Regions from separate parts of the Rattus norvegicus genome. Here region 1 is linked to region 2. The links are chromatin contacts, called in public Hi-C maps. All regions are on one chromosome and are shown on one strand. Each heading gives the region's core, a stretch centred on a gene start, on an enhancer-like site or on the middle of the called end of the contact. The rest is flanking DNA. Distances are from core to core; before and after follow the strand shown.

The links. Hi-C and Micro-C count contacts between places; a contact is called where the count stands out from the background.
Region 1: a Hi-C map of liver shows a contact between it and region 2, with 2.6 times the contacts expected there. The contact joins two enhancer-like sites. A contact is called at or near these places in 4 of 12 Hi-C or Micro-C datasets (frontal cortex, liver and prefrontal cortex) and 1 of 1 datasets of contacts at active chromatin or transcription factors (oligodendrocytes).

What each region holds. Positions count from the first base shown.
Region 1 is chr8:84,625,007-84,627,890 of GRCr8, reverse strand. All of the region lies in intron 2 of Atosa (atos homolog A), which reads right to left. Among named protein-coding and RNA genes, the nearest start is that of Arpp19, 34 kb to the left of the region's middle. Within about 2 kb of position 1,475, at least 6 of the 93 cell types and tissues checked have an H3K27ac peak or open chromatin away from gene starts, as enhancers often do. A contact at or near this core is called in liver, where this site is marked.
Region 2 is chr8:84,585,315-84,588,031 of GRCr8, reverse strand. All of the region lies in intron 2 of Atosa (atos homolog A), which reads right to left. Among named protein-coding and RNA genes, the nearest start is that of Atosa, 11 kb to the right of the region's middle. Within about 2 kb of position 1,416, at least 3 of the 93 cell types and tissues checked have an H3K27ac peak or open chromatin away from gene starts, as enhancers often do. A contact at or near this core is called in liver, where this site is marked.

The DNA.
Region 1 (2,884 bases), core at 226-2,725, 40 kb before region 2:
CACAAATGAACAATTTTGATTCATATTAACAGCCTGCCCCCTCTGAAGATAAAACAGTGTTATCTTAAATAAATGATCTTTTTAGCAATCTCCCAGGTTTTTCCCTGGCCTCTTTTCCACTTTACTCTGTGGTTTGAGTGGCCTGGAATCTTTCTACTATCTTGGCAGGCTATAGAAATAAGTCAAACAGCATGTGTAGAAGTCCAGCCAGCCTTGGGAAGGACACTCCTCCTCCGTTTGTCGACACAGAGCTGTGTGCTGCCCAACTGTGTGGGGTTTTTTCAGGGTGCAAAGGCAGCAATGTGTGTGCACGGCAGGTTCTGGTGCAGTCAGAGAGACTGCTCACTTTGTGATCTCCCCTAAGATTTCCCCTGAGCTCTTCTACCTCTCCTTTCTTTTGTTTGTTTGTTTGTTTGTTTGTTAGGTTTTTGCTGTTGATTTAAGAATTATTTTTTTTTTTTGGTTCTTTTTTTTCGGAGCTGGGGACCGAACCCAGGGCCTTGCGCTTCCTAGGTAAGCGCTCTACCACTGAGCTAAATCCCCAGCCCCAAGAATTATTTTTTTTTAAAAGACAAGTCCTCATTTAGTCTGGGCTGGCCTCAAACTCATTGTATATAGTCAAGGCTATACTTAACTTTCTGGTCTTCCCTCTTCTACCTCCCAAATGCTGGGTCTGCTGGCCATGAGCCAGCTCCGCTGCTTCTGAAGAGCAGAGATGCACAGACTCTTGGAGCTGAAAGAATCCTGAAAAAGTCTAATTCAACCTCCAAATAAGCCCTCAGACACTGTCCCTGAACTGTCAGCAGCCAGTCCTTGCATATCTAGTGCTGAGGTGGCCTGCTTCATCCCTGGATCTCCCCAAGTGTCTAGAGCTTTTGCTATGCCTAAGCTGCTTACTTTTCTAGTTGGAGTGGGCTCCAGTCCAGAACCTCAAGAGCATGGCTCTCCAGAGCAGCAGACCAGCCCTAGCTCGTGGTCAGACTACAAGCACAGTGGTAGAGGCTGAGGGACCCTGTTCATCTCCCACCTTAGTGGAGATCTGTTTTACTGAAGACCCGCTCGACTGAATCCTCAGGTACAAAGGTTTGGTTATCTCTTTTCTTCAGCTGTCGGCTTCCTGATGATCCACTTATAGACCCTCAAGCCTGACACTTGGCCAGAGCTGTCACAGAGCCAGCTGCTCTAGCTGGATGATGGCATGGGCTCTGATATGGATGCTGCCTGAGTGCCAGGTCAACTCAGCATTCGCAGCTCCCCTCATGATCTCTCCATCCCAGACAAAGTCCTATCTAGAGAGCTCGTGTCCTTCCATTCTCTCTCTGATGCGTCAGGTGTGCTTTCCCCTCTCCTTTTCATCTACCCACAGGTTTGTGAAGACACCCTGTCTCATCTGTAAAAGGCCTCTTTCCGACCTGCTCTCCACATTGCCCTTTTACTGGCTTCCTTCTCTTCCCAGAGCTTGCATAAGTCACTGACGCAGTGATGGCTGTTGCCAGACACTGGCATGCAACCCAGAGTCATGCCTTCCACATCCACATGGGTCCATGACACCATTTTCCATGGACAGACAACCCTCTCCAAAATTTGGAGCACTGACCAGGCAAAAAGAAAGGCTGAAGAAACCAATCAACACTGCAGGTGGACTGACCCAGTACTGTCTTGACAGCTCGGTAGCATGCAGAACCCTCTGCTTCCTCACAGTGAGCGTCTTAATCCCGCATCCTTGGAGCCCACCAAAATGTGAACAAAGAGAAACAACCACCCACACTTGTTCTCTAGCCTCTGTCTATATACCATGTACACACACACACACACACACACACACACCCACACACACACACATAAACACACACAACCTCTCTCTCATGCACACTGCACGTACACACATAATACTAGTATTTTTGAAAAAAAATTATATAAACCTTAAAAATTTTATCAAGACATGATTATGAGAAACAGCCATAATAAACATCATGGATTGATTTACTCTTGCTTTATTTTTCTTTTAGGATTTGTTTTGCTTTTGGTTTGAGTCACAGTTTCTCTGTGCAGTCTAGGCTGTCCTGGAATTCACGCTGTAAACCACGCTGTCCTCAATTCATAGAGGTCCACCTACCTCTGCCCCTAAGTGCTGGAATTAAAGACACGTGGACCACTGGACAGCGTAGAGATTTAATTTTTAAAGTTACATCTGTGTGGGCATGTGAGGGTAAGTGCGGGTGCCTGCAGAAGCCAGAAATGGAGGCTGGCTCCACCGGAGCTGAGGTTACAAGCAGTTGTGACTGACCCAGCACGGGTTCTGGGAACTAAACTCTGGTCCTCTCTAAACTACAGAGTCACCTCCCTAGCCCCATACATAACTCCTCTATTCTGGCTTTCCCCTCATTAATCTCTATATCTTTGCATGTGTATGAGTGCTCACGTGTGTGAAGGTGCGTGTGGGGACGGAGGTGGAGCTGGGTTTCTTCCTCAGCTTCTCTCTACTTTTTCTGAGTAGGCTCTGCCATTGAGGGGATGTAACTCGCCCGAGGGATCTGCTGTCTCCACCTCTTGAACTGGCTCTGCAGGTGGCTGTCAGTACCCAGCATCCGGCAGGTCACCAGCTTTCCTGCCAGGGTGTTGGTGCTCTGAACTCTGGTCCACACATTTGTGACCAAGTATTTAACCTTCAGAGTCAGCTTCCTAACCACCTTCCCACTTAATTAAGCTAAGATTGTAACATCTTGCAGACTGAAGTTGCAAGGGTTATTTGTAAAAATATTTTTTTAGAATATTGCCATACACATAAGTGGCACAGCATAACAATTAAATTTAAAATAAATACCACTGGAAACTACTTCTCTCCTTTGTGGGTGAGAAGAAGAAATTTTAAAGTCATTTGTCC
Region 2 (2,717 bases), core at 167-2,666:
AGGCCTGGCCTGAGAGGTAGAAACCTCAAAGCATAACCCCAGTGACACACTACCTCCGAGGCCACACCTCTTAATCCTTTCAAATACTGTCACTCCCTGAGGGTACCATTTTCATTCAAACCACAAGCACCTCTCCACCGTGACTCTCTGCTCACAATGGTCTTTGAGTTATCTCAGCCCATAACTGTTATTTTAAAAGTCCATCTATACACACCATCCATGTCTTTCAAAGCTCAACATAGCTGCTGTGGCTTCTTAAAGATCATCCGTGCCTTTAAATCCATTTCCCCTGCTGCAATCAATCATGTCAACGCACTTTGACAGAGACACAGCTCAGACCCTCACCCAGCTATCAGCTCTATACAGATGACTGCAAGCTGCTACAAGATAAACAACTACAAGACAGAGTTGTAGATATGCTTAAACACACACACGTTATCTGTGTAACCACAACTTTCTTAGCAGACCTCAAAACACTGAAGGGATTCCTACTCATTTGGGATTTTCAGATGAAATAGATATGTATGTTAACATTAAACCAATACCACAAAAATCTAAATTCATTCCATAGTTATACTCCAGCAAGTGGGCGCCCTTCTCAGGTGACAGCTGGATCAGACGGCTTGCTGAGCTGGCACCCATGCTTCTGGCCTTTTCCTCACTAGATAACCACTGCCTTGACTTCATTGTTTGTATGTTTGGGAAAAGCACGGGTGACACAGAAGCATAAATGCTTAGCCACTGATAGCTTGTGCCAGCTGTGGTGGTGAAACCTGTAATGCCAACACTCTGGAGACAAAAGCAGTATGATAGCTTTGGGTTCAAAGTTCAAGGCAACTGGGATACTTGCTAAGACCTTGCTTTAGAAAAATAAGCAAACAAAAAGAATAAACAGCACTTAGATTTTGATGCATATATAGTTTTTTTATCATATAATTTCATTCATTCTACAAATAACCTTATAGGAATAAATATCCCCATTTAGAAGACAAAACAAAAACAAAACAACAGCAACAAAAACCCAAAAAACTGAACCAGAGAATCTTATTTTACATTACAAAGCTTAACAAATTACAAAATGATACATAGAAATTCCCATTAACGTTCTGTGCCTTTCTCTCCCAACAGAGTATTTAAATGACATTGTCTATTATTCAAAAACACCATGAAACAAGTCTGAATTCTGGACTTGGAGAATAAGAGGAGCCTGGTCCACGTCCTGTGGAATTCTAGGTAAGGCTGTCAATTATTAAAACACAGTTCTGGCAATAACTCATCATTCTGTATTTTCTATCAAGTTCCTAGTGCCCTCCACTCTGCCAATCTCTCTGCATTCTCTCTAAACTAGTGTTACTCTGAACTGATCGTCACCACCCAGAAACAGCTGGATGAGCCCAAGTTAACTACTTCCTCTTTCCTGTGGTGTCTGCCCCAGTTCATGCTGGTTTCGACTTCTAGTTTGCATGGTGCACTTAACACCAATGTGACACCAGGTCTGTTGGCCTCTTGTTCCTGTTAAAAGTCGTTTTTATAATAGAGTCCTGATATACTCAATTCGTTAGATCAGCTGAGGAAAAGGAAAAAAACCAAGAGCTAACCTTAAATCCTTTCCTGTACCATACATGAGCTGGGTCTTGAAACTCACGAGCCAAGTGGGCTAACCCACACCCCTGCCTGTGTAAGGCATACAGTTCCTGCCATTGCCACATTCTCAGCTCACTTTCCAAAAGTCTTCAGGTTGACAGTGTTAGAGCAAGAACCATTACTCAGATAAGGTCATTTTGTTCTGGCAAATACTGACTTTAGAATATGTGAATACACATATATGTGTGTGTGTGTGTGTGTGTGTGTGTATACGATGTATATATTACATATATATACATACATATATAATATACATACGTATGTACATATATATGTATATATGTATGTGTGTGTATACACACACACACACACACACACACACACACACACACACACACACCCCATGTGAGTGCCTGGGAGTTACAGACAGTTGAGTCACCACCATGTGGGTGCTGAGAATTGAACCCAGGTCATCTGCAAGAGTAGCAACTGCTCTTGACCACTGAGTCATCTCTCCATCCCTTGACACTAGAATTTCAATCCAGGTTTGATCATAAAAATTTCAGGTCCTTAACTCCTGTTATATCATATTACACAGCTAAGAGGGGATCCAACTGACCTGACTAAATGGGGCCACAGTTTAATACTCCTGGAGAACCATCTAACCAAGCTGAGCCTGTAGTGCAGGCCCATTACCCCTAGCTACTTCAGAGGCTGAAGCAAAGGTCAAGGCCTCTCTGTAAAGGCTGTGAAGATAACTCAAGGCCAGCCTGGGGGTGGGAAGGTAGGGTGGGGGCTAAATAAGACACTGTCTCAAACTTTAAAAATAAAGAAAAAATTTAACTAAATATGCATTTATCAACCCAAATGACTCTATACTTGGTAAAACTTGAGTCAGGGAATGGGGAGTAATTCATTTTCTAAAATGTGTGAATTGCTCTTAGGAGAGTGACCCCAACTGTGAAGCACCTGACTGCTGGGGAACACTGGCCTGTCAGCTTCTGCTTTGGAACAATCCTACCCTCAGGGTAAACCAGGAGTGTTTATAGCATTCCACGGTGTTACAGAGCCCTTTGTCACACCCTTTCACCTGAGTTCAGAACCAGGACTGAGCCAAGCACATTTTCTTGTTG